Linked DNA regions of Pan troglodytes: all the other regions are linked to region 1. The links are chromatin contacts, called in public Hi-C maps. All regions are on one chromosome and are shown on one strand. The core of a region is the stretch at or near the end of the contact, and the rest is flanking DNA. Distances in the headings are between cores, read along the strand shown.

Evidence for each region. Hi-C and Micro-C count contacts between places; a contact is called where the count stands out from the background.
Region 2: a Hi-C map of stem cell-derived neural progenitor cells shows a contact between it and region 1, with 7 times the contacts expected there. The contact joins the enhancer-like site here to the promoter of SIPA1L2 in region 1. A contact is called at or near these places in 1 of 7 Hi-C or Micro-C datasets (stem cell-derived neural progenitor cells) and 1 of 1 datasets of contacts at active chromatin or transcription factors (stem cell-derived excitatory neurons).
Region 3: a contact with region 1 is called in a Hi-C map of stem cell-derived neural progenitor cells, with 5 times the contacts expected there. The contact joins the enhancer-like site here to the promoter of SIPA1L2 in region 1. A contact is called at or near these places in 1 of 7 Hi-C or Micro-C datasets (stem cell-derived neural progenitor cells) and 1 of 1 datasets of contacts at active chromatin or transcription factors (stem cell-derived excitatory neurons).

What each region holds. Positions count from the first base shown.
Region 1 is chr1:16,557,550-16,560,645 of NHGRI_mPanTro3-v2.0_pri, reverse strand. SIPA1L2 (signal induced proliferation associated 1 like 2) reads right to left here and starts at 1,661. Exons shown (of 21, transcript XM_063790534.1): 1 at 1,584-1,661.
Region 2 is chr1:16,747,850-16,750,945 of NHGRI_mPanTro3-v2.0_pri, reverse strand. It overlaps SIPA1L2 (signal induced proliferation associated 1 like 2), which reads right to left. Exons shown (of 21, transcript XM_063790534.1): 14 at 1,861-2,249. Among named protein-coding and RNA genes, the nearest start is that of SIPA1L2, 190 kb to the right of the region's middle. Within about 2 kb of position 1,440, at least 6 of the 24 cell types and tissues checked have an H3K27ac peak or open chromatin away from gene starts, as enhancers often do. A contact at or near this core is called in stem cell-derived neural progenitor cells, where this site is marked.
Region 3 is chr1:16,713,298-16,716,393 of NHGRI_mPanTro3-v2.0_pri, reverse strand. All of the region lies in intron 6 of SIPA1L2 (signal induced proliferation associated 1 like 2), which reads right to left. Among named protein-coding and RNA genes, the nearest start is that of SIPA1L2, 160 kb to the right of the region's middle. Within about 2 kb of position 1,658, at least 4 of the 24 cell types and tissues checked have an H3K27ac peak or open chromatin away from gene starts, as enhancers often do. A contact at or near this core is called in stem cell-derived neural progenitor cells, where this site is marked.

The sequences.
Region 1 (3,096 bases), core at 412-2,911:
AAGAGGCAAAGAAAAGAAAAATCTGTGCGACTATTTTGAACTTACTGGGCAAAGACATGAGAATCACCAAGATTCTTTGAGGGTTTTTTTCCTTGTTTTTTTTTAAAAAAGCCATCCTTGTCAAAACCCAGTCTCAATCTAACCAAAATCCAAAATGTCTACAATTTTGTTTTGACCAAAATCATGTTTTGGTGAGCACAATTGCGTAACCAATGCACTTGATTTTTTCTAATACTCAGGCCAGAGTCATCTTGGGCTGAATTAATTTAACTCAAGCAGGTTAATGATGACAAATATCTCCCACAGGGGTAATGCCAAGTTGTTCTCTCTTTCCGAGAAGCCTCGGCTCTCTCTTGCAGATGATGAGCCGAAATTGATTCTTTGGGTTTGCTGCACGGCTGAAAATTAATCTGTAGGTGTTCCTAGGGATATTCCCAGGACGTGGGCAAACTACCCTCACTGACACGGGAAGACCCGGAGAGGCCCAGGAGCTGGCAAAGTGGGAAGAAAGGTCGCGGCGAGTGAGAAGAGCGCTCGCCGGAGGCTCACGGTCTTACAAAGAGGGATCCGTCCCGGTGAGGGCGCGCGCTCCGGGCGCACCCCCTCTAGAAGGGGAATGAGCCCCGCAGCAAGTTCGGCGTCAGCCGGCCAAGCGCGCCGGGGAAGCTGCGTCGGGCAACCGCGAGCCCTTCCAGAGAGCGTTAGTCAGAGCGGAGTTCTGGGCACCTGGAGGAGATCCTCCTCAGTGCCTGTGTCGCCGAGACGGGAATAACCTTTCAGCCGATCGATAACTTGGAGAGAACAGGCGGCGGCGGCTCCTCTTCCAGCCGGGGATCGGGAGCGCGGGCGCATCTGCGTCTACAAGCCGGACCCTGCGCCGCGCCCCTCGCACCCCTCGCCGCCGTCAGCCCCCCAAAGCGCCCCGAAGGGCATCCCCTTCCCCTTCGGGACAGTCCCCGCCTGGCCGCAGGCATCCCGAACCGACCCTCGCCACGCTGCCCGTCGGATTCCCCGACACGAACCTTCGCAACGCCGTCCGCCGGGACCTGCTACAGCCTGTGCGCCCCGGGCGGCGCGTACCCGGGCTGCCGCCTCGCCGCCCGCCGTTGCCCCGGGCTGCCCATCGGCCCGGACTCTCCCCGCGCCGGGCTCCGGCGGAGGCGGCCCGGACCCGCCGGCTGCGGCTGGAGCTCTCGGCCTGCGCTCGGGCGGCCGGCGGGGGCGCGGTGCTCCTCCTCCGTCCTCCTCCTCCTCTCGCTCCGCCAGCTCCTCCCGGGCTCCCAGTCTGCCGCGCCGGCTCCCGATGCCACCGCCCGCCCGCCCAGCGGCACCGCCCCCCGCCCGCTCTGCGGGCTCCCATTGGTAGCTGCCTGCAGGCCCCCTCGGCCCCGCCCCACGATTGGGCGCGGACGCCGTCAGTCTCACCGTCCGCCCGGCTCCGGGCGCAGCCGGTGCGCTGTTCCCAGGCCCCGCGGCGCGCGGGAGCTGCGCGTCCAGGAGGGGCCCGGACGCCCTTCTTGGGGAGGGGGCTGCGGGGCGCATCATGAGCCGCGCTGGGCGAGCTCGAGGGCCGGGCAGCCTACCTGGACCCCGGCTTCTAGAGAGCCGTCGCCGTCCTTGTCGGGACTCGCTTTCGCCCCTCTGAGGAATAAGTTAAAAACCGCGAGTCTGGTTCTGAGCCGCCCCCTGGCGCAGGCGCGACCCCACCCGGCCCTCCCGTCTCCCAACTTGGGACAGACGCGGCGGCCGGGCGGTCGGATCCGTGAGCCTCGGCCGTTGGGGCTACATACACAGCCCAGGACGCCACAGAATCGCCGAGGCCCCGCGAACGCCCAAACGGCCGCAAGTCGAAGTGATCCCATCTGAAGAAGACAGCGCGAGGAAGCGAGACCCTGCTGTGTGCCGGCCCCCGGAGGGCGCCCCGGGCCCTGTGGGTCGGAGGGTGGGGAAGCACAGAGAAACACGCAGGCAGTAAAACGTTAGGAGGACAGGGGGTGCCAGCGTGCAGGAAATGCTGCTAAGAGACCTTTAGGAGCCAGGGGGAAAACGGAGAGATTGGCAGTTCCAGGCACCCACATCCCAGCGCGGTCCGCTCACCCCTTCCTCCCTGCCCTCCAGGCAGCGCTCAGCCCACGGTAGAAATGTCTTGCATCTTTTTTCTGACGAGGAAGAATTGAACTTTTTATACCCAACTTTTCTGCTTTCTTAGAAATGTTGACTCACCTGTGAGGAAGCATTATTTGAAACTATTATTGTAAATTGCTTGACATTTGAATTAGATGCTGAAAGATTAAAGGGTCTCAGAAGAATCTTTTAAGCTAGACTGGAATTGACTCTGCCTAAATGGACAGCAACAGTCATCTATACGCAGGAATAATAAAGCAGGTGGAGGCAGCCTCTAACTTACCTTCCAGCCACACCGTAGAATTTCCTGAGCAGGCTTTTTTGTCAGAGTTTTGAGCTGGGTTCCCTGAGACTGGATTGGGGCTTTCAGTTTCTCCCCTTCTAGAGTCAGACTTCTTCCTGAAGAAAAAGTGTTCTCTCTACTTCCCTATCACAAACACTTCCTAGAACACAGCCCTGTTAAAAGGTAAATAGAGGCGGTCCTTCCCACACTATATTTCTCTGTGATCTGAAGCATGTACACATTATACAATCTTTCGTATCTTTTTAAATTATAGGTATAATCTGTGGGATTAGGTATAACTAAACAGGTCAAGAAGCAATCCTGTGACATAATACAATTCCTGAGCACTCCAGGTTTTGATGAGTTTCCCAATTGTCACCCCATTATCAGCATTTACAAGATTGTCATGTATTCATTTAACAAACATTTATGAAGCCGGGCGCGGTGGCTCAAGCCTGTAATCCCAGCACTTTGGGAGGCTGAGGCGGGAGGATCACAAGGTCAGGAGATCAGGATCTTCCTGGCTAACACGGTGAAACCCAGTCTCTACTAAAAATACAAAAAATAGCCGGGCGTGGTGGCAGGCGCCTGTGGTGGCAGGCGCCTGTAGTCCCAGCTACTCGGGTGGCTGAGGCAAGAGGATGGTGTGAACCCGGGATGTGGAGCTCGCAGTGAGCCGGGATCATGCC
Region 2 (3,096 bases), core at 191-2,690, 190 kb before region 1:
TGAAATCAGCTCTTTTACAAATCATCTCAACTTTGAACTAGATGTTAGCAGGTTGTGCAATCCCGAGATGGTCTCCACAGTATGACCACTATTCCTGAAATTAAGCCAGGAATAATTCAGATAACCAAATTCACTGATAATCCTTAATTATTGTATTAGTTATTAGTACTAAACCTATTTTAAGTCAAATTATTAAATAGAACTGGTAAAAAAAAGTAGTAGGAATGTCTATTTTGAAAATAATCTTCATATCCTAAGCTCCCTCTGCATGGTGGACACATATGATTTCTACTCTCTGGCATCCACTCCCCCTTCTCCAGGTCAAATAATGTCCTGCTTCTCTTCTGGGGCAGTGGCTGTATTTGCCATTCCTCAGCTGTACGGCTTGGTGACAGGGACTGACCCCCAGCCCAGGCTGAGGGCCCCGAGTGCCGTAGACGATGCTACCCCCTAACCACATGATTAGAGCTAGGAACATGTGAGGAGATACGGGGGTGGTGTGGGGGCGGGGGTTGGCTTTGGAGAGGGCAGAAACCTGTTTCTTCTGCAGAAATTAGAAAAAAACCACTTTCTACCTGGGGACAGACGAGCGTGACTGTGGGAGGTCTGCAGGTGGCACAGCTGTTTTCAGCCAAGAGAAGAATGCTGAGATTTTGGGAAATGGTCATGTGGAGTGGGAAGATGGAGGCAACCTGGTCCTGGGCAGTATCATTTTGAGACGCTGGGTCAAGCAGAACCTTGAAAGTGCTAGACTTGTTGTTTACATAAGCCCCAATATGACCCTGGTGGCATGAACCAAACAGCATGGAGTTTCTTTAACTTGTAATGTAAAGGTCCCTGAATGACACTCAGTATCCCCTGGCAGTGGTGGGGTGAGGGGGGACTTTGAAGGGGAGCCTGAGGAACATAAAAAGCCTTTCACTGTGACCGCTACAGGTCTGCCTTGAGCACCATCATTTGGAGAAATGCTCCCTCATAGCACTAGGTACCTGCAAGAAATATTCCCATCCTTAGTTCATCTGACTCTGCCCTCCAGCATTGTGGGCAGGAGTCAGAGAGTAACTTGGAGCTGAATCAGGGAAGGCCTTGGAAACAAGCAGAAAAATGACAGTGGTAGTTGCTATAAATAGTTAAATTCTGTCCACAGCCAAACTGAATAAATGCATTTCTTTGTCCTTTGCCTAGTCTTTGAAAGTGAAGGCAGAAATCGCAAATTAGGTATTTTAAAACCACTGCAGAGAAGTATGTCAAACAGGAGTTTAAAACCACTCATGAGGAGATATTAAACATCTACACTTAGAGTACTTAGAATACAGTTCCTTTACACTTAGCTAGTCTTTACTGAATGAACCCCAGCTGCAGAGCTGAACACACTTTCATTGTTATACACATGATCTCAGGCCTCCCCTGCTGTCAGGGCCGTAGGAACAGGGAGGAAGTGTGTGCATGCCCTCACGGCAGGGAGCTACATGTGCTCCACGCACATGCTGCCTTCATGGCTTCCTACTACTACGGTCTGAAGATTAGTGAGTGCCACCCCTTCTCCAAAACACGTAGGGACAACAGGTTGAATTAGGAGAGAGACATAAGTGGCCTGACTAGAGCGATTAATATCTCTATTGACTTTTCACTCAAACTTAATAGGAAAAAAAAAACACCAACAAGGGACTTGTTAACATGCAAGCTTTGACATTTTCATATTGTAGAAACAAGCCCTTCCTCTGATGTCAGACAGCTAGGAAAAATTACACCAACCTACCTGATGCCCCTACTGCTTACAGTTCAGGCTTCTGCCCTATCGCAGCAGGCAGGGCCCAGGTGGCACCAGCAGGTACTACTCTGCAGTGCTGTGGGGCTTACCTGGAATGAGAGGATATCTCACTGAGATCGCCCATGCTGCCTTCCGCAGCACTGCCGGCGGAGATGGCGGACGCGTAGCCATGCACAGAATATAACTTGGCTGGCTCGTCGTCAGGCCCAGAGACGTCGGCAGCATCAGCCCACTGCTCGGCCCGGCTGTGGATCAGGGACCTGCTGCCTGCCAGGTGCACAGGGCCGAGGATGGTGGCAGGCATGCACGGGGCCGTGTCGATGCCACTGTCGGTGGAGGCCCCTTTGATGTAGGTCAGCCCCAGTAATTCGGGGTCCATCAGGTCGCCAGACCCAAAGTGCTTGTCGTCACTGTTGCTGGAGGTGTTGCTGGAGAGCGTGTTGCTGCTGGAGTGACTGGAGCAACTTTTATCCCCAATCTTGAGAAGAAAGAGGAACAGAGGGTTTTCAAGTGAATCTTGAACTCAGGTGCTTCTCACCCTGACTCAGGGAGCTACAAGCCATGGGATCGCACCCAAGCCCTTTCTACTCACTCTTCAATGTGGGTAATGACAGGATTTTCCTTTTTCAAAAACAACCTGGTTTTGTGCAGAAGTCTCTAATTCATACTTCTTCCCATAATTTATCTAAGTTAAATGGGTATCTTTAAGTCTTTAATTATTTGTGCATTAAGCACAAAACTATGGCCACAGTGTCACTAGCAAAGAAAATAATAAACAAAGGTGATATAAACTGGGAAGAAACATGGGAAATTAATACAAGGAAGAGAAGGGCCACTTATTAAGAAAATGCTTCATGACAAATTATAGTGCCAGCCTCGAGTTCAGGGCAGAAGACTTAGGTTCCAGTCACAAAGGTAGGACTTTCTGGTTAATCACTTAACCCTCTCTGTGCTTGTAATACCGAGCTTACATGATTCCTGTGTGAAGCAAATGAGATAATATATGCAGAAGCACTCGGCTGCTGCAAAGTACACGGTAAACGCGAAGTATCTCTCTGAGACAGCCCCAGTTAAAGTGCGTCCCAAGCCTTTAAGAAATGGGAGTCTATTGAGAGTAAATAGGTCTGAAAAAGAGTCAATGCTTTTGGCTGGGGTGGGGAGTCTCTGGAAGACAAAAAGCAAATAGAATAGAAGAAATGTCCCTGTCTCAACAATGTACTCATACAGACACGGCCTCTCTTCACAGTCTGGGAAAAGCAACAAGATCTGAAGCATCAGCAAAGGGCTTTGGAATCATAAGAACGAGCCAGGCCCCAGTAGATTTT
Region 3 (3,096 bases), core at 409-2,908, 160 kb before region 1:
TCTCCTTTTGGTCTTTATCCAGTTCCTCTTTTTAAACCCCGAAAATAATAGCATGTTAGAGCTCACAACGCTTTGAGAAATGTTGTAGTTTAAGCTCTAGAAGACAAAGTCCAAGAGAGGGTACAGGTTTGCTGAAAAGTCCTACACTATCACCCCGGCGGGCTTCAGCTTGTATCCTGTGCTCCCACAGTAAAGTAACGTGCATTTCTGCAACAAAAATACAGAACACTGTCATTCTGGTGAGCAATAATACAAACCAATTAACTGAACCCTGGCCGTTTAAAATGCAATTCAGAAACACAGAATTCAACTGGATTAATAACCAGAAGCCCAATCATTCGTAATTTTATAAATCACAAATCTGGCAGGGGGAATGACGCTCAGAGCAGTAACACTTGACCAACGCCTTTACTTTTGATGTTCCTTCTGCCAAGAATGCCCCCTTCCCTCCAGGTTTCTCCCAGACAATGCAGTTGTCTCTGTAGACCCCACCTCATCTGAAAGAAACTTCCTATTTCCCGGGCCTATTTCTATTACACTGGTTGTTGTACTGTCTCCTAATGGTTGGTTTACTTCTTCTGCATCAGGTCATAACCTTCATGAGGGCACAGAAGTGTCATAGTGACTTTCAGTTTCCTAGTTTCTAATGGTGTGCAGGCAAAGGAGGTACCCAATACACATTTGTTTAACAAATAAATAATCCAAATATACACTTACTGACACATCACATTATGCATTAAAATTGTGACCACTTCTTTCCTATGAACACATGCCAATAAATCCACATAAAGGCACTCGGTAAGCTTATGCAAGTGAAGGCATAGATTTGTGCTCTCAAAAGTTTGTGATCTTCAGTTTTAATACATACAACAATCCTTACACAACTTGGTGATGTCATTGCTGGAATGTGACAATCTCAGATAGTAAATCTCTTTTTACTAGCAATATGAAAGACCACGACCTTACCCTTAAATTTATTTGGCACCTACAGTGCATATTCCAAATAAAGACCATTAAGTTCAACTTTTAAAGCCTTTTAAACTCAGATACAAAAAGGATTTCATTGTCAGGTCCCTGACTTGTGATTTAGCATGATAAAAGGCCTGGAAAAGTGGGAATGAAATGTTCATTCTTTCAGAGTTTTCTACAGGCCAGTTAAACTGCTGATTCATATGCTGAGAAATTCCTACTTAAATCCCCATGGTCAAAGTTATAAACACACAAAAATCATCTTACTGTCTGAGTGAAGTCTGGAAACATACATTAGTACATCATAATACAGACCCAATGAGCCACCTCATTTAAATATGTAGTTTTAAAAAAGTTTGCTAGATATTTAAAATGTGCCATTTCAAATGCATGTAAATAATCAGTGAAAACTATCTTTGGCAAGGACATTCTTTACTCTTTTCTCCAAAAATTGAAATACATGATTCATAGGCATTGTAATGAGACAAGGAAAAATCAGGAATAGTTTTTAAAAATATGCCCATCATTGTGTTCAATGTATCTGTAGACTACAAAACACAGCAGTTCATACTCTACTTTATTCAGTGCCCTTGAAACACAGGAATTCTCAGACTGTCAAAAGATGGAGCTCACTTTGGCCAAGGCCAGGCAGTGAGTTCAGCGCCTCCTACTTCCTGAGTGATTGCCGGTGTGGCTTCACGTTGGCCAGCCCTCTCCATTAAACACAGGGTGCAGGGAGGGCCTTGTTAGTCAGTGCTTCATGGCTGTTGAGACTGCAACAGCAAATTGCACAGTTATTCCTGTCCAATTTCTTTTCCTCCTGAAGGAACATGTTGGGTCTGATTCTATACTTCACCACAGGACTATTTAAAGCACAAGTTAAAGCACAAGTTAAAGTCTGGTTACCTTGACAACATGCCAAACCACTGTTGTCCCTTTCTAGACACATTCTTTTGCTTTGTAAAATGGGCCAAAAAATGTTTTCAAAAGTCTAGTTAATTTAACCATGGCCACATAATGCACTTTGTAGAAAAAAATAAACGATTGGAGGCGGGAACAAGAAGATTCATTAGGAAGGGTAAAATCTAAAGCTCTTTGAAGGAGAATATAATAAGAAAAATGAACACTATCCATTAATAGGATGCTTGAATTTGCTTCAGAGACTAAAGAAAATATCTGGAAAATTAACAGAAATATTATTCATTTTTCTGTTTTAGGACTTTGTCAAACATGAAATAAGTAATTTCTTGAACTTCTTAAAGGCAAATGTTTTCTTTAGTATTTAGTTTATGCTTTTTTCTAACTGGTCAATGAAATTCTATACAATCAGAGTCTGTAAATGGGGGAAAGGGATGGCAAACCACAAACGAACGCAGGCTGGCAAAACCTGAGGGTACTATTTGTTTGAGGGAATTGTAGGAATGACATCTTCTGGGGCGAACTTCTTTCTAGGTATGTAAAGCTAATGACAATTTTCAGTGATGTCAAGAGAACCAACTTATTAGTGTCTTCAACTGCAACAGTGAGTTAATAAATATTGTATTAGATAGATTTACATAGTCATTTCTACTAAATTTCTAACACTCGATTCCAGCTGTGAAACAGGAATAAGCTCTTGTTATGACAAGGAAAGAGAAAATGTGAGTCTTCACCCAACTCCATGGCAAAAGCATATAGATGCTACAGAAATACCATATATCCATATATGGCCATAGGTTTAGCCTCAGTTCCTTAAACAAACCGGGATCTCACAAGACCAGTTTTAACTTAGTGCAAAAATACAGTAAGATAGAAGGAGTATGTTCTAATTATTCAACAGTACAGTAGGGAAACTGTCATTAGCAGCAATTTATTGTGTATTTCAAAACAGCTGCAAAAAAATTTGAAATGTTCTCAACACAAAGATAAGTGTTTGTGGTAACAGATATGCCAATTACTCTGATGTGATCAATACATATTGTATGCAGGTATCAAAATACAGAGTGTAACCCCAAAATATGTACAACTATTATATATCAGTAAAAAAAAAAATTAACGAGAGGAAAAAACTCAAAAAGCAAACTGAGAAGAAAAAAACCAGGAAGTGAAAATAAGTATCAGACAGCACACTTGGGTGAAAAATGAAAG